Linked DNA regions of Sus scrofa: region 2 is linked to region 1. A link is a contact called in public Hi-C data. All regions are on one chromosome and are shown on one strand. Each heading gives the region's core, a stretch centred on a gene start, on an enhancer-like site or on the middle of the called end of the contact. The rest is flanking DNA. Distances are from core to core; before and after follow the strand shown.

Region 1 (2,700 bases), core at 177-2,676:
ACACATCACTTGTTGAAAATTTCAGCTAATGCATCTTACCCGCTGTTTCCTTAGCTCAGCTTCCCGAAGAAGAGCCTCCTTAAAAGGAGCACTATTTGGAATTCCTGGGTCTTTCCTAGGCTTCTTTCGACCTCGTTTTTTAGCCTCTTTCCTCAATTTTCGATGGTGCTCTCGTACCTATCAAGAGAAAAAAATTTATCAGCATACAAAAATACTAAAGAGAACTCACATGAAAAATCAATCATGTTGCATTTTAGTTGTATTGGTAAGATGACCTAAAAACACTTTAACTGCAATACAAAGGACCCACCACGTTTATATATACATCAACAAGAAAATGTCAGCAGGAGATTCTTTTTGCAGCAATTCTTACCATGTTAATCAATTTTATAGACTTTCTCATCACTTTATCACTGCACTTTCCCACAGCTGTACTTCTGATGCCTAAAAGCTTGCTCTCATAGCTAGTCTATTCAATCTCTGTTTCCTGAGGTGAAGTCATATTAATAGAGACCTCTTTGTGGAGGAGTGGGGCAGAAATAAGTTTAGCTTTACAGTTGCTATAACTCTCCCAACAACAAGACTTACCTTTTTTTGGATTTTATACCGCTTATGGCAGGTCATGCGTTTACTTGATTTCTTTAACTCTACAAAGCAATAGATCACAAAGGTATTACTTTTTTTTTTTTTTTGGGGGGGTCTTTTTGCTATTTCCTGGGCCGCTCCCGCGGCATATGGAGGTTCCCAGGCTAGGGGTCGAATCGGAGCTCTAGTCACTGGCCTACGCCAGAGCCACAGCAACGCGGGATCCGAGCCGCGTCTGCAGCCTACACCACAGCTCACAGCAACGCCGGATCGTCAACCCACTGAGCAAGGGCAGGGACCAAACCCGCAACCCCATGGTTCCTAGTCGGATTCGTTAACCACTGCGCCACGACGGGAACGCCGATATTACTTTTTAAAATCACTTTTTATAATCTATTTCATCCATAAACGATCGATTTGTTTAGTTTTTGATGACTTTGCTCTAGGGTCATATCCATTTATCCATTTATTTTGTTAAGTAATTAACTACCTCTGAAACCTATTTTAAGTATCCTGTGAGGAATTCCTGTCCTGGCTCAGCAGTAAGGAACCCGACTAGTACCTATGAGGAAATGGGTTGGATCCCTGGCCTCCTTCAGTGGGTTCAAGATCTGGTGTTGCTATGAGATGTGGTGTAGGTCAGCAGCTGCAGCTCGGATTCCATCCCCATCCTGGGAACTTCCGTATGCCGCATGTGCGGCACTAAAAGACAAAAAAACAAAACAAAACAAAAAAAAAAAACTGTGGGGCCCCCGATAAAAACAAACATGGGCCACCCAAGTCCCAGAGAATGTGACCTAATTAATAGATCTGGTATAGAGCCCAACTTTCATGGTCTCACTTTTCCAAGATAAGACTGGGATCACACACAGGAGCGTATAAGACTCAAGACGACAGCTACTTCTTGTCAAACAACAAAATCACAAAGGAAAACCTAACATTGGGTTTGAGAGGCGACTCTCAGACCTTACCAGGGCCGGACCGAACGTGGCCGTAGAAGGGAAAATGCTGGGCCCAAAACCCGGCTCAGACACTGAAATACGCCTCAAGAAACCCTACCCTGATCTTCATCCTTGGGACTCAGCCTTCCTTCTGTACCACGGGCCCGCGGTCAACGTGGGGCCTTCCAACCCTCGGATGGACCAGGGAGACAACCTACCCGCTAGACCCTTATTTCCACAGATCAAGCGGCACAGGCTCATCGACCATCAAGTCCCTCTACACCCGCCCCACGACCCGACTCACTCGGCCGCTTCATACTGGAAGCTGGAAAGGCAATGCCAGCAGTTACACCAGCGCTCGCAGACACAATGTGCCTCCGAAAGGGCCACGTGCGAATTAAGGCCACTAGTGAGCGTCACGCACTCACGCAGCTGCCGTAAAGCGCACCGCCGCCGGCGCGCGTGCGCGCGCACGCAGTGTCGCGCAGAGCCAGGATCGCTTGGCGGCCGCGGGGCTGGTTTTGCGGCGGAACCGGGAGGGGTGAGGGCGGTGAGGGCGGCGGGTGCTGGAGCGACGGCAGCGGCCGCGGCCGGAGGAGCAATAGCAGCAGCCGTGGCGGCCACGGGGCGGGGCGCGGCGGTCGGTGACCGCGGCCGGGGCTGCAGGCGGCGGAGCGGCTGGGTAAGGCCAGGCGCGGGGCGGGCGGGGCCGCTTCCTCTCGGCCGACTGCCGGGCCTTTGTGTGGGCCCGGGCGGGCGGGAGCAGCGGCGGAGGCCCCGCCCCGGCCGTGGGGACGCGCCGGTCCGGCCGGGTGCGCGGGGCGGGGCACGGCGGCAGGCTTCGTGACGGGCCCAGCAGCTTTGCCGCACCTGCCGGCCGGGACAAAGGCGCGCCGCGGCCCGGAAACTCTCGGAGACCCGCTTTCCCGCCCCCGGCGGCTGATCGAGCGCTTGTCGCGGACAGCTTCAAAGCTGTCAACGTATCTCTTAGTCCCCCGTAGCAGTGACAGGTCGTACCAGTGACAGGTCGGAAAGTCTTTCATTTTCTCCACAGTTCAAGGCCTCTTTTTTTTCTTGTCTTTTCCTGGCGGTTCGGGCGCAAAGCCTCCTAGTAATTTTTTAAAAACACTTTCTGGCTAACTGTGTTCAGACTGTTTTTTATCAGTGGGACTTG
Region 2 (2,741 bases), core at 60-2,559, 230 kb after region 1:
CTCAGCCTAAGCATCCATGGAGGAGCAGCCATTTCTCCAGGGCCTGCCTGTTGCTACAGAATTAGTCCCCAGCCTCTCTACCCAGCCTGGCAGTTTCCATCCCCTCCCTCCAGTACAGGAAAGAATGACCCTGGAGGAGGGTTAGGATGAGGTCCAAAAGGATGGGGCGAAGGCAGGGCCAAAGCCCCCCACATACTTCCCACCTTCCAGGAACAAAAGACAGGAGTCTGGGAGGTGCTCAGATGCTCAGTCCCTGCCAGGCAGCCAACCTGGCCTGTAGGCCAGGTGCCCAATCCCATCCAGACCCAGGAGGGCCTCCAACTCATCACAGTCTGGAACCTGCCCCCTTTGCTGTCCTCCATCACCCCCGTAGCTCTGAAGTGTGCGTGGGCAGTTTACAGCACCAACTCACCCCCATAATCCAAAGCCATGAAGATCCCTAAGGTTCCCCGGTTTTAAGCTTTCAGCCCTGAGCCACCCCTTCAATTGCCGGTGTCTAGGCTCCACCCTTACCCCATTCTTGTTTCTGCCAGAGCCCCAAGGAACCTGAGCCCCCCTTCACTTTTAGAGCAAATCTCAACTGCAACCTCAGGCCTCCCACGTCAAGGCCCCGTCTCCTCCGCCCCCGCCCGCAGGGCCCTGACCCTTTCTGCAGATTTCATCCATCAGAGACCCTTTCCCTAATTCCCCTCCTTCCAGACCCCTTGTCACGTCCTCCCAGGCCGGCGCCTCTCAAGGCCTAGAAGATCTAGAGGGACCGCCGCCTCAACCCGACTCCTGTCTTCCGCAGACCCCCTTTATCCTCTAATCTTTCCCCAACCCTATCCTGCTTTTCTAAACGCGTACACTTCCCAGGCCCCCTCCCTGGGCCCCACCCCAGGACCCTCTTTCCCTACCTGCAGGGCCCAGGGTCCTTCCCCAGATTCCGCTATTCCAGGTCCCCACTTCAAAATCGCAGTCCCCCACCTCCTCCTCTTCAGATGCTGGGCCCAGATTCCCTCCCCAACCTCCCAACTCTGAAATCGGGTTCCAGCCGCCACCCCTAGTTCAGGCACCGGGGCCCTCGGCACACCGTATACGTGTCCACGAGCTCAGAGCCCACGACGCGAGCCTCCTTGGCCGGCTCGGCCTCCGGTTCGGGCCCGAAGCTGCGCGCCGCGGCCGCCATGTTCCGGGCTCGGTCGCCGCCGCCGCCCGGAGCAGACTGGCAGCAGCAGGGGGCGGGGTCAGCGTCCCACCGCCCCCCGACGGCCCCCGCCCCCCGCCCCACGCTGCTCACCAAGCAGCCATCTTGGACCGGCCGCCTCCTCGCGCCCCGCCCAGCTCCGCCCCTCGCGCGTAATTGACAGCAGCTGCCAATGGCGCGCGTGCGCAGGCTGCCCGGGAAGGTCCACTTGCGTAATCTGTACCTGCCTGGCCCCGCCCGCCGCGCTCCTAGCAGCGGGGGAGAAACTGAGGCTCCGGGCGGGAACTGCTCTGGGAATTGCCAGTCAGTGCCCAGGAAGGAAGGACCAATGGCCCCGCACCTTCCGGCGTACCTGAAGCGAGTCACTGCTTCGCTTGGTCTCAGTTTCCTTCTCCAGAAAAGAGGCAGTGGTTACCTCTCACCTTCCTCTTGGGCTCATTCCCAGTTGAGCACAAGAAGGCTAAAGGAGAAGAAAAATTGGGGCTTAGAATGCAAGCAGGACAGAATAATTGTGTCAGTTCTTAACCTCTCCAAGACTCAGATCTATGTCACATGGGCTTCCAGAGAACTGAGTGGGCTAGTCCACGCAAACGCCTGGCAGGCAAGGCAGGGAGCTGGTGTGAGTTCTGCGAGAAGGTGTTGAGTTAGGTGGAAGCAATGGCTATGTGCTGGCCATCTGGCACAAGACCCCCGCTGGTGTTCTACTAGAGCTCAAAATGAGGGGGCGATAGATTGGCTCTGGACCCAGGAACTGCAGTACTGGAGCACAGGCAGAGAAGGAGCCTTAACCCAGGGGAAGACCCAGATCTAGAAGAGAGAGGTGGTAAACCAACTTCAGGGGAACAGTCTTACACAGATGGGGCATCTGTGAGGGTGAGTTTGTTGAATGATTGATTGAATGCAGTCAAGCCCAGAGCTAGTACTTCTCTCCCTGGGGAGATGAGAGGTCTCAGGCAGGGCTTCTCTGGCACCCTTGGCAGAAAGGCTCCAGCCCATACTCTCCTGAGGTAGGTCAGTGCCTTCCTTCTCCACTAGTACCACAGCACCGTACTCTGAACTTGGCATTCGAGGCTTCTCTGAGGGTTCTGCTCTCCCACCCTCTCCTTACATAGTGTTGCCCCTGCTCCAGAGAGGTTTAACCTAAGTTAGGAGCTGCCACGTCAGCCAGACCTCAAGCAAGTCCTTCCAGGAGCCTCACCTATTCCCTTGATTGGATAGGGGTTGAGCTGCTGTGTATAGGGGCCTCACCTCCGGGGCAGACAGGAGCTGCAGTATAGTGGGCCCCAGGCGAGGCCCCTGTACACAGCTCCCGTCTGTCCTGGGCTTATGTTTTCATTTTTTCAAAAAACTTTTCTGGAGAGTCCCTGGGGAGATGGAGGACAGAGGGAGAGAGACCTGGTCCTTATAGCCCTTCATCTTCTCCTTGCCCTGGGCGGAGGACACAGGGACTCAGGCCAGTGTGAGATCACCAGGTCCAGGGGAGGGAGTGGAGGATACGGCAGGCAGGGGTGGGCTGGGCCGGGAATGTGGCGGGGCAGGGCTATTTAAGCCGAGG

The links. Hi-C and Micro-C count contacts between places; a contact is called where the count stands out from the background.
Region 2: a Hi-C map of skeletal muscle shows a contact between it and region 1, with 6 times the contacts expected there. The contact joins the promoter of NISCH here to the promoter of PBRM1 in region 1. A contact is called at or near these places in 2 of 5 promoter capture datasets (fetal liver and liver), 6 of 47 Hi-C or Micro-C datasets (embryonic fibroblasts, epiblast stem cells, liver and 2 more) and 2 of 2 datasets of contacts at active chromatin or transcription factors (alveolar macrophages and skeletal muscle).

The regions. Positions count from the first base shown.
Region 1 is chr13:34,819,843-34,822,542 of Sscrofa11.1, reverse strand. PBRM1 (protein polybromo-1) reads left to right here and starts at 1,426. Exons shown (of 29, transcript XM_021068909.1): 1 at 1,426-2,208. The coding sequence starts at 1,591. GNL3 (guanine nucleotide-binding protein-like 3) reads right to left here and starts at 2,300. Exons shown (of 15, transcript XM_001928454.5): 1 at 1,831-2,300; 2 at 589-647; 3 at 40-177. The coding sequence starts at 1,843.
Region 2 is chr13:34,594,356-34,597,096 of Sscrofa11.1, reverse strand. NISCH (nischarin) reads right to left here and starts at 1,309. Exons shown (of 21, transcript XM_001925354.5): 1 at 1,073-1,309. The coding sequence starts at 1,168.